2 separate regions of the Hordeum vulgare genome follow, and region 2 is linked to region 1. Evidence: chromatin contacts called from public Hi-C data. All regions are on one chromosome and are shown on one strand. The core of a region is the stretch at or near the end of the contact, and the rest is flanking DNA. Distances in the headings are between cores, read along the strand shown. Region 1 holds the start of LOC123402150 (pumilio homolog 23). Region 2 holds the start of LOC123402820 (peroxisome biogenesis protein 16).

Region 1 (7,427 bases), core at 3,588-6,087:
TCTCAGAATGCACTCAAGGCTCGTCTGAGAGCCTCGGGCGATCTTACTGTGAGTGATGATGAGGCCCCTCCTGCTGCTCCTTCCATTGATTTTGGCTTCCCTTCTGGTCCTGAGTGGTCGGAGTTCTTTGACGAGGCTGGGGGCAGTGGTTTGGCTGATGATGCTGATGAGCTCTGAGCTTGGTTGGTGTTTTTGCTGGCTCCCTTTTTGGTCCTTGGTGACAAAGGGGGAGTAATGTATCGTAGTTAAATTTTTATTCTCGTCATGTTTAGTCTTTGGAGATTTAATGTAATGGATACAATTCATGTATGGTTACTTATGAATGGTTGTGATTTGCTATGATATCATCATAGACTATTATGTCTTGCTCTTTTATTTCTATGATGATCTATTATTCTTCCATGTTGATCCATTTGGAGCTTCGATTTTCTTATCATGCATATCCTAAGGGGGAGCTCCGTACTAAAATATCTCCTAGACTATAATGTATGGTTAATATTTTTGAGACCTATGTATATGTTGTCATCAACTACCAAAAAGGGGGAGATTGAAAGTGCAGGCTATGCCCCTAATTGTCTTTTGGTGTTAATGACAACACATACATAGGAAACTAATCCTATTTGTTGAGTGTATCTCAGGACGGCAAGTACTTTAGTAGATTAAGATTTCTGTGCCAAAGGCTGCCTGAAAAGATTGGTGAGTTATATTTTGAGAAGACTCGGGATTAAGAAGAGATGCTGTAGAATAGTCTTTTGAAGTTTACTGATATTGAGTATAGGGATCCCGCACTATTAAGAGGGGATCACAGGCTTTGCGAGAAACTTGCTCATACCACATCTCTACAATCATATCAAACATCACACAATATCGACTCTCTACAATTCAACATATGTCCAATCTCCTCGGACATCCGGCTCCCTCCGGACGTCCGAGGGCCGGACATCCGGCCAAGCTCCGGAAATCCGCAGCCAGACACCAGTAGGTTGTTCACACTATAACTCGGAAATCCGGCTCCCTCCGGACGTCCGAGGGCCGGACATCCGGCCAAGATCCGGAAATCCGGAGGCCAACACCAGTAGTTTGTGTGCACTATATCTCGGACATCCGGCCTCCTCCGAACGTCCAACCTCCAGATGTCCGACCACCGTCGGAAATCCGGAAGCCACCACCAGAAGAAATTGTGTTGTATAATACGGACTTCCGGGCCACCTCCGGACGTCCGGCTGCTGATGTATTCGAATAGTTCCAGGCTCACCTACAGGCCTCGGACGTCCGACCTCTGTCGGACGTCCAGCCACTGATGAATTCAGTTGTGCTCCAGTCAGGCCTACAGGTCTCGGACGTCCGACTCCCTCCGGACGTCCGGTCCCTCACGAACGCCCGGACGTCCGACAAGTGCCGGACGTCCGGACCCTGTGTGACTTAATGCACCACCAACGGCTGGATTTCAGCCCACACTATATATACTCTTCTCCCACCTCGAGATAGTGTGTTCAACACAGCTAAGATACATCCAAGAACACCTTTCCTCTCACTCACTCTTGTCTACACCAAATCCTAGATCCCAAGAGCATTTGTGAGTCATTTAGAGTGTTGTTCCAATCAAAAGAAAGATCGTCTCCCTCTCCTCCTTCCCACCAAAGTGATTTGTGATTTGAGCAAGTTTTGAGCAATCCCCGTGATCTTGTTACTCTTGGAGGTTGGAGACTCTTAGGCGGTAGGAGTCTTCGGAGAGGAATCAAACCATTGTGATATCCCCCGGAAAGTTTGTGAAGGTTCGGAAGCCACCTTAAGGCTTACGACTAGTGGTTGAGAAATGCCTTCGTGGAGTTATCTCAAAGGGAGAATAGGGTGAGCCTTCGTGGCGTTGGTGTGCCTTCGTGGTAACATCCGCCCCTCTAACGGTGACGTAGCTTCCCTCCAAGGAAGTGAACATCGGGATACATCCTTGTCTCTCTCGGAGTTTCGGTTATTCCTAACCCTAACTCTCTACTTGTGTTAATCATTATTACATACTTGTATTTGCTTATTGATTACCGCTTGCCTTGCTTCACTCCTAATAGCTTACTCTTTGTCATAGCAATTATTAGGCTTACACTTATATTCCGCACTTTAGCCTAAAATTGCTAAGTAATTGTTAAAATTTGGATTTGTATCTATTCACCCCCCCCTCTAGGTCCATCTCGATCCTTTTCATATACTACTTTGGAAGTCCGTGATGGTTATGGACAGTGTAAATAAGTAGCGGAGTCTGATACGATAGTGTGACTTTTTTCCTTGAAGGATAGCACGGAATGATAACATGAATCAACAACAGTTCCATAGAAAAATCGAAATAAGCAGTTAAAGGAAAGAGAAAATTGTGCATCAAGTGCACTAACTTGCCATATAGGTACAATTTAGTGTGAGAAATCCCAAACTAATAAAGCACGGCTCCCCTTAGCCGTCGGGCGGGTTTATATCGGTCTGCGTCAATCCATGAAGCTACCACGTGTCACTCTAGCTGATGAGTGGACTGGGATGTGACTACATAGGGATCTTTTTATAGCAAGCATGATAAGTTTTTTATAGGCAACCACCACCCGTTCCCTAGTGCGAATTTCCACTCTCTTCTCGCCACCGACATGCGGGATTTGAATGTTAATGACAGCTTCTACTTCAAGCATCAACATCGTAGCTCACAACCCTTGCTATCGAATTTTGAAGAGGTGTGCGGTGTGATGTGTGTTTCCTTGTGACTCACTCGACGTGACATCACTTTGCACATTTCAAAAACGAACCCAAAAACATACCGACCCTATTTTGTTTTTGTCCTATGAGATGGTACGAAATATAAAAATTATTTGCACGTCGTTTTTTTTCTATAAAACCAGAAATACCGATTAAGAGGGAGGCCCAACCCTACCCGCTACATCACTTATACACTTTACGTTTTCACCATCCCACCACACCACTCATACACCAATCAACAACCCACCACAACGCAAACAAACTGTAGTTGGATGGTTAGAGGGAAAGCGGTATGTCTGGTCCATCAAGGTTTAAGTCCTGATGCTTGATTATCCTTAATTTATTTCAGGATTTTCGGTGATATGCTTTTAGTGGAAGGAGATGTTCTTGTCGATGACGAGGCGCCTACAGTGACTTGTAAATCTCAAGATGATATGCAGACTCAGTCTCTCGAAGGTGTTTATAGGGATAGGGTATGCGTGCGTGCGTTTATAAAGACGAGTGTATGCATGTGTTCTTTAATGTGTTAAAAAAATCCACCACAACGACGTCACACACCCCATTGTCCACACACACGCTTACGCAGCTTCTATTTGGCGTGTGCCCTCCGGCGCGCCACATCCTCTTTATGGGCCGACCCATTCTGGTTCTTTTCGTAATTTTGGGAATATCTTTTTTTTATTTCTTTACTTTTTTTCCATTTTCCCAATTTTTTTATATTTTTATTTTCATTTATTATTTTTATTTTATTTTCATTTCCCATTTTTTATTTTATTTTTTCATACTTTACTTTTTTCTTTTTCGACCATCTTTCAAATTCTTTAATATTTTTTGAAATATTGATATATTATTAAATTTTGGAACATTTTTTAAACTTGCAAACATGTTTTAAATTTTTTTTTTTGAATTAATGAACATTTTTTTATTCTGTGAATAGTTTTGTAAATTATGAATTTTTTTTGAAGTCATGATCTTATTTAAAATCCATTTTTTGGAAATAGGGAACTTTTTGAAATCCAGAATTATTTTAAGAAAAAATGCAAAAACGAAAATAAAAAAATAGGGAAGTCCCGCCCTACACATGGGCTGTCCCGAAAACACGTGCTAGAGGAGCGGGAGGTGCACATTCCCTCCCTATTAAACACATAGGTCGTTGAGTAGACACATGCTGAGCCCACCCCTAGTGACTAGATTCTTAAAAAAACTAGTGAGAAAACCGGTGGCGCCACGGATGACGGCACGCTGGCCACCTAGGCAACCCCATTGAGTCGCTCCTCCGATGGCCGGTTGATGAGTACAATGAAATAATTTTTCTTTTCTTGTCCACATCCTCGAGACGTGCTTGGAATGACATACTTTTCGACTTTTCTCCATTCTATGTTTCTCTTCCACGAGTGGTAGCGGGGATGCTGCATAAAGGGCGAAAGGGAGAGGACGCAAACAAGGCGAGTTCGGCTGTTTTACTCTGATGCCCTTTGCCCCTCCCGGTTTCTCCCTCTCCCCATGCCGCAAGCGCGCTCGAGGTCGGCACCGGGCGCGCGAGGCGGGTGCTTGAGGAGTTGATATCGCGTGCAGGGGCAATAGAGAAAGATCATGGTGCGTGGGCGGCAAGCATAGGTAGTGCTGTGGAAGTGGAACTGTGAATTAGTAGAGCAGGAATGGAGCAGATTTGGGTGTGGTCAGGCAGTTTTGATTTTCAAGAAATGTGTGTATTTTTTAGGCAAGAATAGTTTATGTTTTTTTAAAGAAAGAATAATTTAGTTTTTTGATGTATAAAGAATAGTTTAGGTTGCTTACCACATGTGTCATGGAATGAGAAATGTGTGGTTGGGCAGTACAGTGACATCTTCTCCCCTTGGTTTTCTGCTGCGCCCCAGGCCCCCAGGGCCCAGGCCCGGGGCGTGGGAAAAATTTCTCCACCGTGAAGTCCATTACCAATTGGGCCCATGGTGCATCTTAGCACAACCCACGCGCGCAGGCCCGAAGCCCTGCACGCTCGCTCGACCTCCGGAACCGTCCCCAAAATCCCGACCTAGACAGCTCCTACTCTCAGCCCCGCGCCGCCTTCCCGCCGGCCCGCCCTGCTCGCCGCCCGCCCCCACGCCGGCCCGCCCTGCTCGCCGCCGCCCCCACGCCGTTCCGCCCCGGACTCCGGCCGCCGTGCCGCCGCGCTGTCTCCGGGCGTCGGCCCCTGCCTCCGCTGCGCGCACAGGACTCCGCCCGTCCATCCTCCCCGACTCCGTCCGTCCGCCCGTACGACAGCGCTGCTGCTGCTGCTGCGCCGGGCGCTCCATACGTAAGTGCTCCATAAATTCGGAAGTGCACATCGTCAAGCTAACCCCTGTATGATTAGAGCTGTATATATCCGACCTTGGATCACCAGCGAGCATTCCGAAGCATCTGTAGCTCGGTACCTGCACGTGCAGCCGAATCCGAGGTTGCTTAGTCGAGCCCTAATCCTAGTATCCCCTTAATCCGAGGTCGCTAACGTTTGGCAGAGGGTTCGCATGTTGATTTGATTCGTCCTCTAGATAATTTATCAGTCTGTTTTGGGCAGAGGGCGTGCTTATTTTCCATTTGTCCGATGGATATCAGCGTGTTTTGGGGGTGGAGGGCGTGCTCGTCGGAAATTGTTCTTGTTCGAATTGTTATAAAGTTGTATCGTTTCTAAATGTTGCATTTGTAGATGGAGAGATCTAAACATGGGAAGAGGAACGGCCGTCAGGACGGGAACACGGGCAGGGGGCGTGGAAAGGGCCGCCCTTCGGGCAGTTCTAGGGAGATGAATCCCAGGGGCATGAAGAACGATAACGCATTACAGCCCACCAATGCTTCGACCTCAGTGATGAATGTTATTAGGTGTGACTCTGGGTTCTCTCTGAATTTACATTTGTGTTGCATTTTGTGGTGTGATGGCCTAGTTATATACATGAGTATGTGAAGCGCTAAGCGGTCTCTTTCTTGTGTTCAATAATATTTAGGAGAAAGGTTGAGCCTGAAACAGCTAAATACTTCCTCGAGATATCGAATCTCTTTGATAACAAGGAGATAGATTTGGAGGACCGCTCGACGATCTGCGCTAATGCTTTGGAAGAAACCAAAGGGAAGGAGCTCGAGCTTGTCACTGACGGTGTAATCAGCCACACCTTGCAGATTCTTGTACAAGGTTGCGAGTTGGAGCAGTTGTGCATGTTCCTTCGCAGCTGTATTCAGTCTTTTCATGTTATCGCCATGGACAAATTTGGATCACATGTGGCTGAAGCAGCTCTCAAGACACTGGCAACACATCTTGAAGACGACACCTCCAGGGTCATTGTGGAAGAGATACTGAATAAAATTTGCAAGGTACCTCTTTTTCTCAGTGGTGTTGCGTGCCCTGTTTGCATTGGTATGCAAAATGGAACTCATATTTGAATTGTTGCTGCAGGTTATTGCTGCAGATGCTACTAATGTGATGTGCAGCTGCTACGGATCCCATGTTCTAAGGACACTTCTCTGTCTTTGTAAGGGTGTCCCGTTAGATTCATTGCAAGATTTCCACACGACAAAGAGATCTGCTGTTCTGGCTGAACGATTGAGCGGTGGTTCAAGTAGACCAGGCGACCAGAATCTAACAAGCTTTGAACATGGTTTCCCAGACATGTTCAGAACTTTTGTCAGGCAAATGCTACAAAATGCAAAAAATGACATTTCAACGTTACTAACTGAGAAGAACAGTAGCCTTGTTTTACAGGTTAGTGTCTCTTGTTCACCACTAGCTGTAATGCATAGATCTGTTTTTTATTTTTCTCCATGACCATCTTAACATATCCTTATGCAGACTGTGTTGAAATTATCAGCTGGTGATGATGATGAATTGAATCATATAATATCAATCCTTCTTGGTTACGATGAGGATGACACTGCTCAGAAGAAAGATTACAGTGAACAAAAGAATAAGATAGTTGCTTTACTTGAAGATACTGCTTATAGTCATCTCTTGGAGGTAGTGTTTTTTGTTCTCTTGTTTCTTAATTGCATTCAACTCATATCTTTCACTCATAAGATTCAGCTACCATGGGGATCTTCTCGTCCTTGTCCTTCTCTTTGCACTTTGGTATGTGTAAGAATATTCACTGGATGCACATGCTTTGCAGGTTATTATAGATGTTGCTCCTAAGGAACTACGCAGCAATATGCTTATAGGGACTCTCAAGGGTGCACTATTTGCAATCTCGTCTCACCACTGTGGTAACTATGTGGTACAAGCTTTAATATCATCAGCGAAAACCGCAGATCAGGTATACCGTAGTTTACAATCAGAAGTTTCTTTGGAATTTTGTTAGTTGTGTACTGTATAAGCTAAGTGAATATTCATTTGAGCAAACCAGTGCTCTAAAACCACCTGATGCTTGTAACAGCAGCCCTCACTTGCTATGTAAGGTGTCTGCTACTGCTGCCCATCTACTCTAACCACTTGTTTAGATTCCATATGAATGTAAGGTTGATTACTGTGTAATCACTACAAAGTTAGGTGACCAAGCGAGTAGCGATTATTGACCTTTAGAACCTTGGGAACATCTGTTTGCTGAAATAAACACCCATTACACAATTTGTAGTCCGCTTCATACCTATTCCAAACCTATTACTTTCATTCTTCATATGTGAAATTGTGTTACAGCTTATACTCAATCTGTGTCAAATTTCTGCTTGAGAAC
Region 2 (7,427 bases), core at 1,412-3,911, 170 kb after region 1:
TATAAATTGATTTAGATTCATAGACCACTTAGCGATGATTACAAGCACTAAATCGAGCCGAAGAGATGTCACGTCACCGCCCCTCCCTCGTTGGAGCCGAAAAAATTAATTGTAGTACACAGTAAAAAAAATCATCGTGCTAAACCTTTATAGGACCAACGCATCAAAACAGTAAACGCGGTCGTTGAATAGTAGCATAGATCATAAAGATTCAACCTAAAGACAAACAGATCCACAGAACCGTAGAAGACACATCTTCACATTCAATGAAATAAAGCAGAGTAAATGCAAATCACAATTTAAACCATATATATATCTAATATGTCTAAAAATACACATTGTAAAAATGAAAAAATGCATCTAAAAATAAAAAATATATTTAAAATTAAATTTAGAAGTGCGAGGATCGACAAATAGTCGAAAAAGAAATGGAGCAGCTTTTATTACTCAATTGTGTAAAAACAATAACACGCGAGTGATGTTTTTCGCTCAAAGATGTAGATACATCTATTACGAAATATATATATATAAACACATTCAAAATGATGACCCAAAAATCACCCGCATTGGTCTCGGGATCGAGCTGGCCGGGCCCATTTTGTCATCCAACGGGGTACCCTATCGGTTTGTCAAGCAGTTTAGACGTCCATTTTTGCCACAAACGGGAACCAAACTCGAGGAGGAGGGCTTTCCTTTCACTTCATCCATTCTCCTCTCTTGTTTTGCATCCCTCCTCGCCCGACCCTGCTGATGTATCTCGAGCAACCGCCCAGACATCATAGGACATATATATGTAGCCCCCATCAACGCTCCCGCCCTCCTTGGACTACGTCGCGTCAATCACGAAGATTATAAGTATTGCTTCTTGTTGCTTACATATTGGTTAATGGTTAATTCTTTCATTCACAAAGTATTGCTCTACAAATTGTATAACCCGCACACTCTGCAGTGATGTACTACAGAACCGAAAGAAGGCCATTCATACACATACATTGTTGGATTAATCTCAAGAGGCAGACTATGTGGGACGAGATGTGCCGACTCTGATTCTAGTATCACTAATCTATGAATTTAAAAAACTTGTTAAACATCCGGTTATCTTGTTGAATTTAAACTATTGTTGTACTAGAGACATTTGCATGTTATTTATGAATGAATTATGTTTTTTTATAATTACTTTGAATGGTGCGGGTGGTTTATTTTTTTTTCATTTTGTGTAAATTATGTTCGAGTTTTGTTGAATTTCATAATGTTTAATGAAATTTATTCTGTTTATTAATATCCGGTTTAAAACGTATGCATACACGATTGGATGGACGACTCCTGCATCACTCTCTACGCATTGGTCTGACAATGAATACGGTGTCCGACTTGGAATCAGTGTTGGGATGCCCTAATTTCCACACAAGTAAGAAAGTCCATAGAACAAATGCGTCTGCAATGGTAAACATGCATGTGTTTTCCTGGTCATATTTGTGCGGCTTGACACTTCATAACATAATAATTTGTCATGCAAAAACTTTTAACAAATTCAAAGCTTTGAAAGTCAGGTCCAAGCTCAACGGAGTTTCCTTTCCAAACAGGTCCAAAAAGAAGAAATAAAAGAATGGCAAGCCCCACTGACCGGCGGGTCCCGTCAGGCAGGTCCAACCCCGGACAGAGCAGATCTCGTAAATGAAACTGTATTTTACTATAGCTCATTTTTTTTCCTCCCATCCGGACACGGGGTGCCGCGCCTTGGCACCCCGGCTTGCCCCGGCGCCATCCGCCTCGCCTCCGCCTCATCCCGGCGATGCCCGTTCCGGGCCATGCATGCAGTGGAGGAGCCCTGCGTTGTCCGCCCCGACCGCGCGCTCCCTGGCCTAACCGCCCGTCCCCGATTTGAGCTCGGCATTATCCCCCGCCGCACGCGCATTCCCCGACGTGGCCGCGTGAGCTCCCCAACCCTTCCTAGCTCTTCTTTGGTGCCGCCCCGCCTTGATTCGGGCCGTCGTGGCCTGCTCCGCCCTGACCGTGGACGGCCTCGCCTCGAAAGTGGAGGTCGAACCGACCGCAATTCGGACCGGCGGCGGCTATTTCTGGTGTGCAGCAGCTTCTTCCGATGTGCGGCGACATATTTCGGTGAGTTCCACGTACATTCTAGCCAGTTCCGCGGCGGCGCATCTGCTCCGACGAAGTTTGACCGGTTCACGGGTTGAACTGTATATTGCTTTCGAAACCGTACATATAAGATTTTCACGGATATATTTACCGTGCCCCTTAAAAAGTTGAAAGATCGAACAAGTTTTATAGGATCTGCCCCGTGCCCTTTTTTCAACAAAAAACACCTTGTTTTTTTACAGGTTTGGCCAGTTTACGGGTCTGCTAGAGATGCTCCAATTTCCACACAAGTAAGAAAGCCCATGGAACAATACGTGGTAAACGTGCATGTGTGTCTCCTGGTCATATTTGTGCGGCTTGACACTTCATATAACATAATAATTTCTCATCCGAAAACCTTTAAGAAATTCAAAGCTTTGGAAACCAGGTCCAAGCTCAACGCAGTTTCCTTTCCAAATTGATCCAAAAATAAAAGAAATAAAAGAATGGCAAGACCCACTGACCGGAGGGCCCCACCAGGCAGGCCCAACCCAGGTATATAGCTCGCGAGACAGTGGTGGAGGGGTGGAGTCCGAAACACCAAATAAATCCCCACCTGCCACCGCGGCCGGCCACCGCGATTCACCGGCGCCGTCCGCCGGAGATCGGACGGCCGCCCCTTGCCCCGACGCCGTCCCTCGCAAGCCAGCTCTACCGCCTCGTCGTCATCGTCGTCTTCCTCTTCTTCCGTCCCTAGCTAGCTTCCCCGGGAGGAGGCGGCCGAGTCGCCATGGAGGCCTACAAGGTCTGGGTGCGGAAGAACCGGGAGCTCGTCCGCTCCCTCGAGTCCCTCGCCAACGTAACCTCCCTGCCCCGAGCAGCTCCTTCCCATCCTTGTTTCCGTTACGCGCGCCGCCCCCTGCGGTCCACGGGCCGGGGCTCGTGATCCCCAATCCCCGTGGAGCCCGTCGATTCGGGGTTCCGATTGTGGCTGCGGCAGGTCCAATCGCGTGATTTCGTGACTCCTTAGGGCTCCGCACCTGAGGTTTTGCGCCAATTCGTGTAGGTTTGGCTGCTTCCTGGACCCTCCTGGCCTTGGCAGACCGCAGATGATTTTAATTTCCCGTTATTATTTATTTACGAAGTCCCGTGCTGGTTCCGCTCTGCTGCCATGGAGTCCGGTTAGGATCACGAATTGCGGTCGCGGTCTCTTAGCATGATATGCTGTCAATGGAAAGGGTAGCTTCTGCTTATGTTCGCTTCATTCTAGAAAACAGAAAATGCTTATGTTTGCTTGAACGACTTGCAGGGGGTGACATGGATACTTCCGGAACGCTTCGCTAACTCCGAGATCGCCCCGGAAGCAGGTGCTGCAAGCCCTTCAATAGGAGTAACATTTAGTCCCACTGCATGTTTTTTTGTCTGAATCTTCTAGCGTCGGTTGATATGTTTACTGCCTCTTGGTGTTTGTCCCTTTAAGACATATATATACTGGGTTCAAGTGTCGCATGGTGTTATATTTGCAAATGCCAGTGTTGAAGTGTGTATTCTTTGTTAATCAGATAAAAAGAATAGGGTGTGCAGATAGCAGTTAACTGAGATACATTTTGGACTGCTAGAAAGTAGAATACGCCATAATAATTGTGATCAAAGAGGTATAAGGTTGTGTAGGTACTGGCATGCTAGGCTCGATTGTGAAATTTTGGTGCCCCTTTGTTCTTGTTGCACTAATTACATATATGCCAAGTTAATGTATGGGCAGGCGAAACCATGAGCCTTTTGTAGCTTATTAGGACAGGAATTTTATCGCCTTTTGTAGCTTATTAGGACAGGAATTTTATCGCCTTTTGTAGCTTATTAGGACAGGAATTTTATCATTCTTCTTTGGGGGTCGAAATGATCTGTTTGTTGCACTTTGTACACTTTCTAGTTGAAAACTCTTAAATGTGGATACTAGATAAGCTTTTTGGGGCATCACATTAAATATTACTCATTACTGCCTGCTCCTAATTTTTTGCACAAATATGCAACCGCCTTAGGTCGCAAATAGCACCAAGTGGTTAGGCCCGATGTAGAATTTGCCTTCCCTTTTCTGTCAGCACTTGCATGTCACTGTTGGCTAAAAAAAACTATTGCGCATACTTGATAGGATATATTATTAGAAGATACCAATATATATACAATACTGTTGAATGTTAAACACCTAATCTTTGCTCACAACATGAGATATTTGATGGATTATCGTAATCCTGTTCGCCCCACCATCCTTTTCCTATTTTAGTGTTTGATTGACCTGCTTGGCTAATCTTCTACAGCAGATTATAATATATGCCCAGCACAGTTCAACAACCACAAACTGAACCTCAAACGATCTCATTATTTGTCACTCATATTATGTAGTGAACATGTATTTGCATCGTGTATAATATATGATGCCAAAGTACATTTGCTTGTTATTACGAATCCGGGATAATTAGCATTGAACAGACATAACTTTGGCATTCTGACCAAACCTGTTTAAAGCAGCTTGCTAAAATCATTCCAAATAAAACTTGATTATTTGACATTAATGTGGCATTGCTTTCTCTGAACAGTATATGCACTTCTGGGCATTGTGAGTTCTGTCAACCAGCATATAATTGAGACACCAACTGATGGTCACTCACTGGCCTCCAAGGAACAATCTATCCCATGGGCTCTTGTTGTATCTATACTCAAGGATGTGGAAGCAGTTGTTGAAGTTGCCGCCCAGCACTTTGTTGGTGATGATCGCAAATGGGGCTTCCTTGCTGTTACAGAAGCAGTGAAGTAAGATGATTGATTATGCCTTGTTTTTCCTTGCTTGCATGTCTGATATTGCCATGCATTTTTGGCTTTGTCTGGATGGCTGATAATTGTTGTGCAACATTTCAGAGCATGTGTCAGGTTAGCCGCTTTCAGGGAGAGTGGCTACAGGATGCTCTTACAAGGAGGGGAGGTGGAAAACGAAGAGGAGGATGTTCTTGAAGACAATCAGGGAGTCAAGACTAATGGAGTGCCAGTAATCTATCCGGTGAATGGACATTCCCAGAATGGCCATTGGATTACGTCTGATGGTCCAGATGGAAAACCTGGATTTGTATCTAAGAGTCTGGAGGGAAGAGCAGTAGCCGCTTTAAACAGGTTTGGTCAGAATGCAAAGATGTTGTCAGATCCCACTTGGATGAGCAGGCTCCAACCTTCTCCTGTTCCTCCTGGTAACTTGTTTTTACTAAAGCATTATTATGGTTCTCCATTGAGACATTTACCTATTATTTTTCGTAAGCATTCTGTTAGTTTACTTATCAGATATGTGTCCTTGTGCTCGGCAGTGATGGAGATTGAGAAGCCAACTTTCGCAACCATTTGGTCTTCTAAAGGGGTTTCTGGGCGCTTATTTATGTTAGGGGAGGCCGTCCACATATTCAGACCACTTGTATACGTGCTTCTGATAAGAAAGTTTGGAATCAAATCTTGGACCCCGTGGTTGGTTTCACTAGCTGTGGAGCTCACAAGCCTTGGCATTCATTCGCATGCAACAGATCTGAATCATAGAGCTGGGAAAGTTCATCAGCTCTCATCTGCTGAGAGGGATGAGGTGAGATGATTTCAGTTTTTTTTAACGTGTTAAACTTTGTTGGCTATGTTCTCTGGGTTGCTGACTTGGCTATTCTATCTTTGGTTCAATCCCATCAGTTGAAAAGGCGAAAAATGATGTGGGCACTTTATGTCATGAGGGATCCGTTCTTTGCCAGCTACACCAGGTAATGAGCATTACATGCTAACACGGTACTGTCTCAGCTCTTGATTTTACCCTTCCTATATGCCCTTGCTTACACTTGAGTCCTGACAGGCGTCATCTTGAGAAGGCTGAGAAAGCGCTGAATCCAGTGCCGCTTATCGGTTTCATCACAGGTGTGTAAACTTTCCCCATATCTACGATGCATCTCGTTCATACAAAAACTTGTGGAGGAAGCATTTTGCAATATTTTTTACACGCTCAATTTATTGCAGGTAAACTCGTGGAACTATTGGAGGGGGCTCAGTCGCGCTATACATATACATCAGGCTCGTAGAGGATGATTGGGATAGATTTACCTGCTTCTGCTGGAGAGCTTCCTTGCTGATCTGCCATACTGGACTTTTGCTGGTTCCTGGATTTTGTTTTCAGTAGATCAGGATTTGAGTGAAACCATGTCTGTCCTTTGCCATTTCCTAGCCAGTTTTGGCATCACTGTCTTGAGGCCTTGGCTGAGAAGTTGCAGCCACATAACCTCACTCCTGATCGCAGCTGGGAATGTAATTATACAGTATGTTGGTCTAATGTCACGAATAGGCACGCAAGCAATACCAGTTGTATTTACCAGAAAAATGAAGGTCACAATAAGTTCGTTCTTAAATCTGTGAAGCTTGTGACACGATCTGGCATTTCTCTCCCTATGCTATGCTATTAAATTGTCAATGTTGGGCCATTGATCATTACGGGAGATAAGCGAATCTTCCTTCTGTTGATGATGCATCTTGATAATGTGTTGTGTGTCTCAACTTGATTTGTGTTTGGATTTATCATGGATCATCCTTTGGTTGGAGATGTCCATGAAGCATTTCAGATTCAAGGAATGTGAATCATTAAGTCTTTCACATTATCATTGTAACACTCATCTCAAAATGTTGAATCAGATAAGCAAATATGATATGCACATGCATAATGTCAAGATGAAAACGCAGTACTATACTTGCAACATGCACCGGAAATTCGACATACATCTATCTCATCCTATCCTGTGCACTGTTAATGTACAACAAGTACTATCCAGCTCGACAAGCATGAGAAATATAGTGTTACAAGCGAGCAATAGTTCTGTTCAGGCTCAGCTCAACCCCACCCACAGAACGAGCATTTTTCGTGTTATTACGAGACTCACGAACATCAGCTTGTGAGCTTATGTAGGATAAGGACTGCAGCCACGACACGAGCACAGGCTTCCGCACAACATCGTCAGATTCCGCGACATGGGCGTGCATGTCATCGAGGAGCACATCCTGGCCTTCCTTTGGTAGCGAGGTGACAAATTCAGCCAGCTCCTTGAGCAGATGAGAGAACGACTGCAGAAAGAGGAGCAAAGGGGGTTGAGGGAATAAAATCTGCAGAGTTTCTACAGGTAGCAATGCTGCGTGCTTGCGTATTAGGAAATCATGGAATAATGTAATTTGGGGCTATAAAACATCAATCTCCAATGGTCCAAGACTCATCTTTATATCAATCAATCAAGTAAGTGAATGAAAATACTACTCGATAGGGTTTCGAAGCTAATGATATTTGCAATGTC

What was found. A called contact is a pair of places that touch in the nucleus more often than the background predicts.
Region 2: a Hi-C map of seedling shows a contact between it and region 1, with 3 times the contacts expected there. The contact joins the promoter of LOC123402820 here to the promoter of LOC123402150 in region 1. A contact is called at or near these places in 2 of 6 Hi-C or Micro-C datasets (leaf and seedling).

What each region holds. Positions count from the first base shown.
Region 1 is chr6H:29,051,596-29,059,022 of MorexV3_pseudomolecules_assembly, forward strand. LOC123402150 (pumilio homolog 23) reads left to right here and starts at 4,838. Exons shown (of 11, transcript XM_045096030.1): 1 at 4,838-5,026; 2 at 5,417-5,589; 3 at 5,712-6,075; 4 at 6,158-6,463; 5 at 6,551-6,715; 6 at 6,867-7,010. The coding sequence starts at 5,417.
Region 2 is chr6H:29,219,390-29,226,816 of MorexV3_pseudomolecules_assembly, forward strand. LOC123402820 (peroxisome biogenesis protein 16) reads left to right here and starts at 2,662. Exons shown (of 8, transcript XM_045096779.1): 1 at 2,662-2,938; 2 at 3,389-3,446; 3 at 4,674-4,887; 4 at 4,993-5,315; 5 at 5,430-5,695; 6 at 5,794-5,861; 7 at 5,951-6,012; 8 at 6,112-6,584. The coding sequence starts at 2,870. The coding sequence ends at 6,173. It overlaps LOC123404670, which reads right to left. Exons shown (of 5, transcript XM_045098609.1): 5 at 6,809-7,203. The coding sequence ends at 6,940.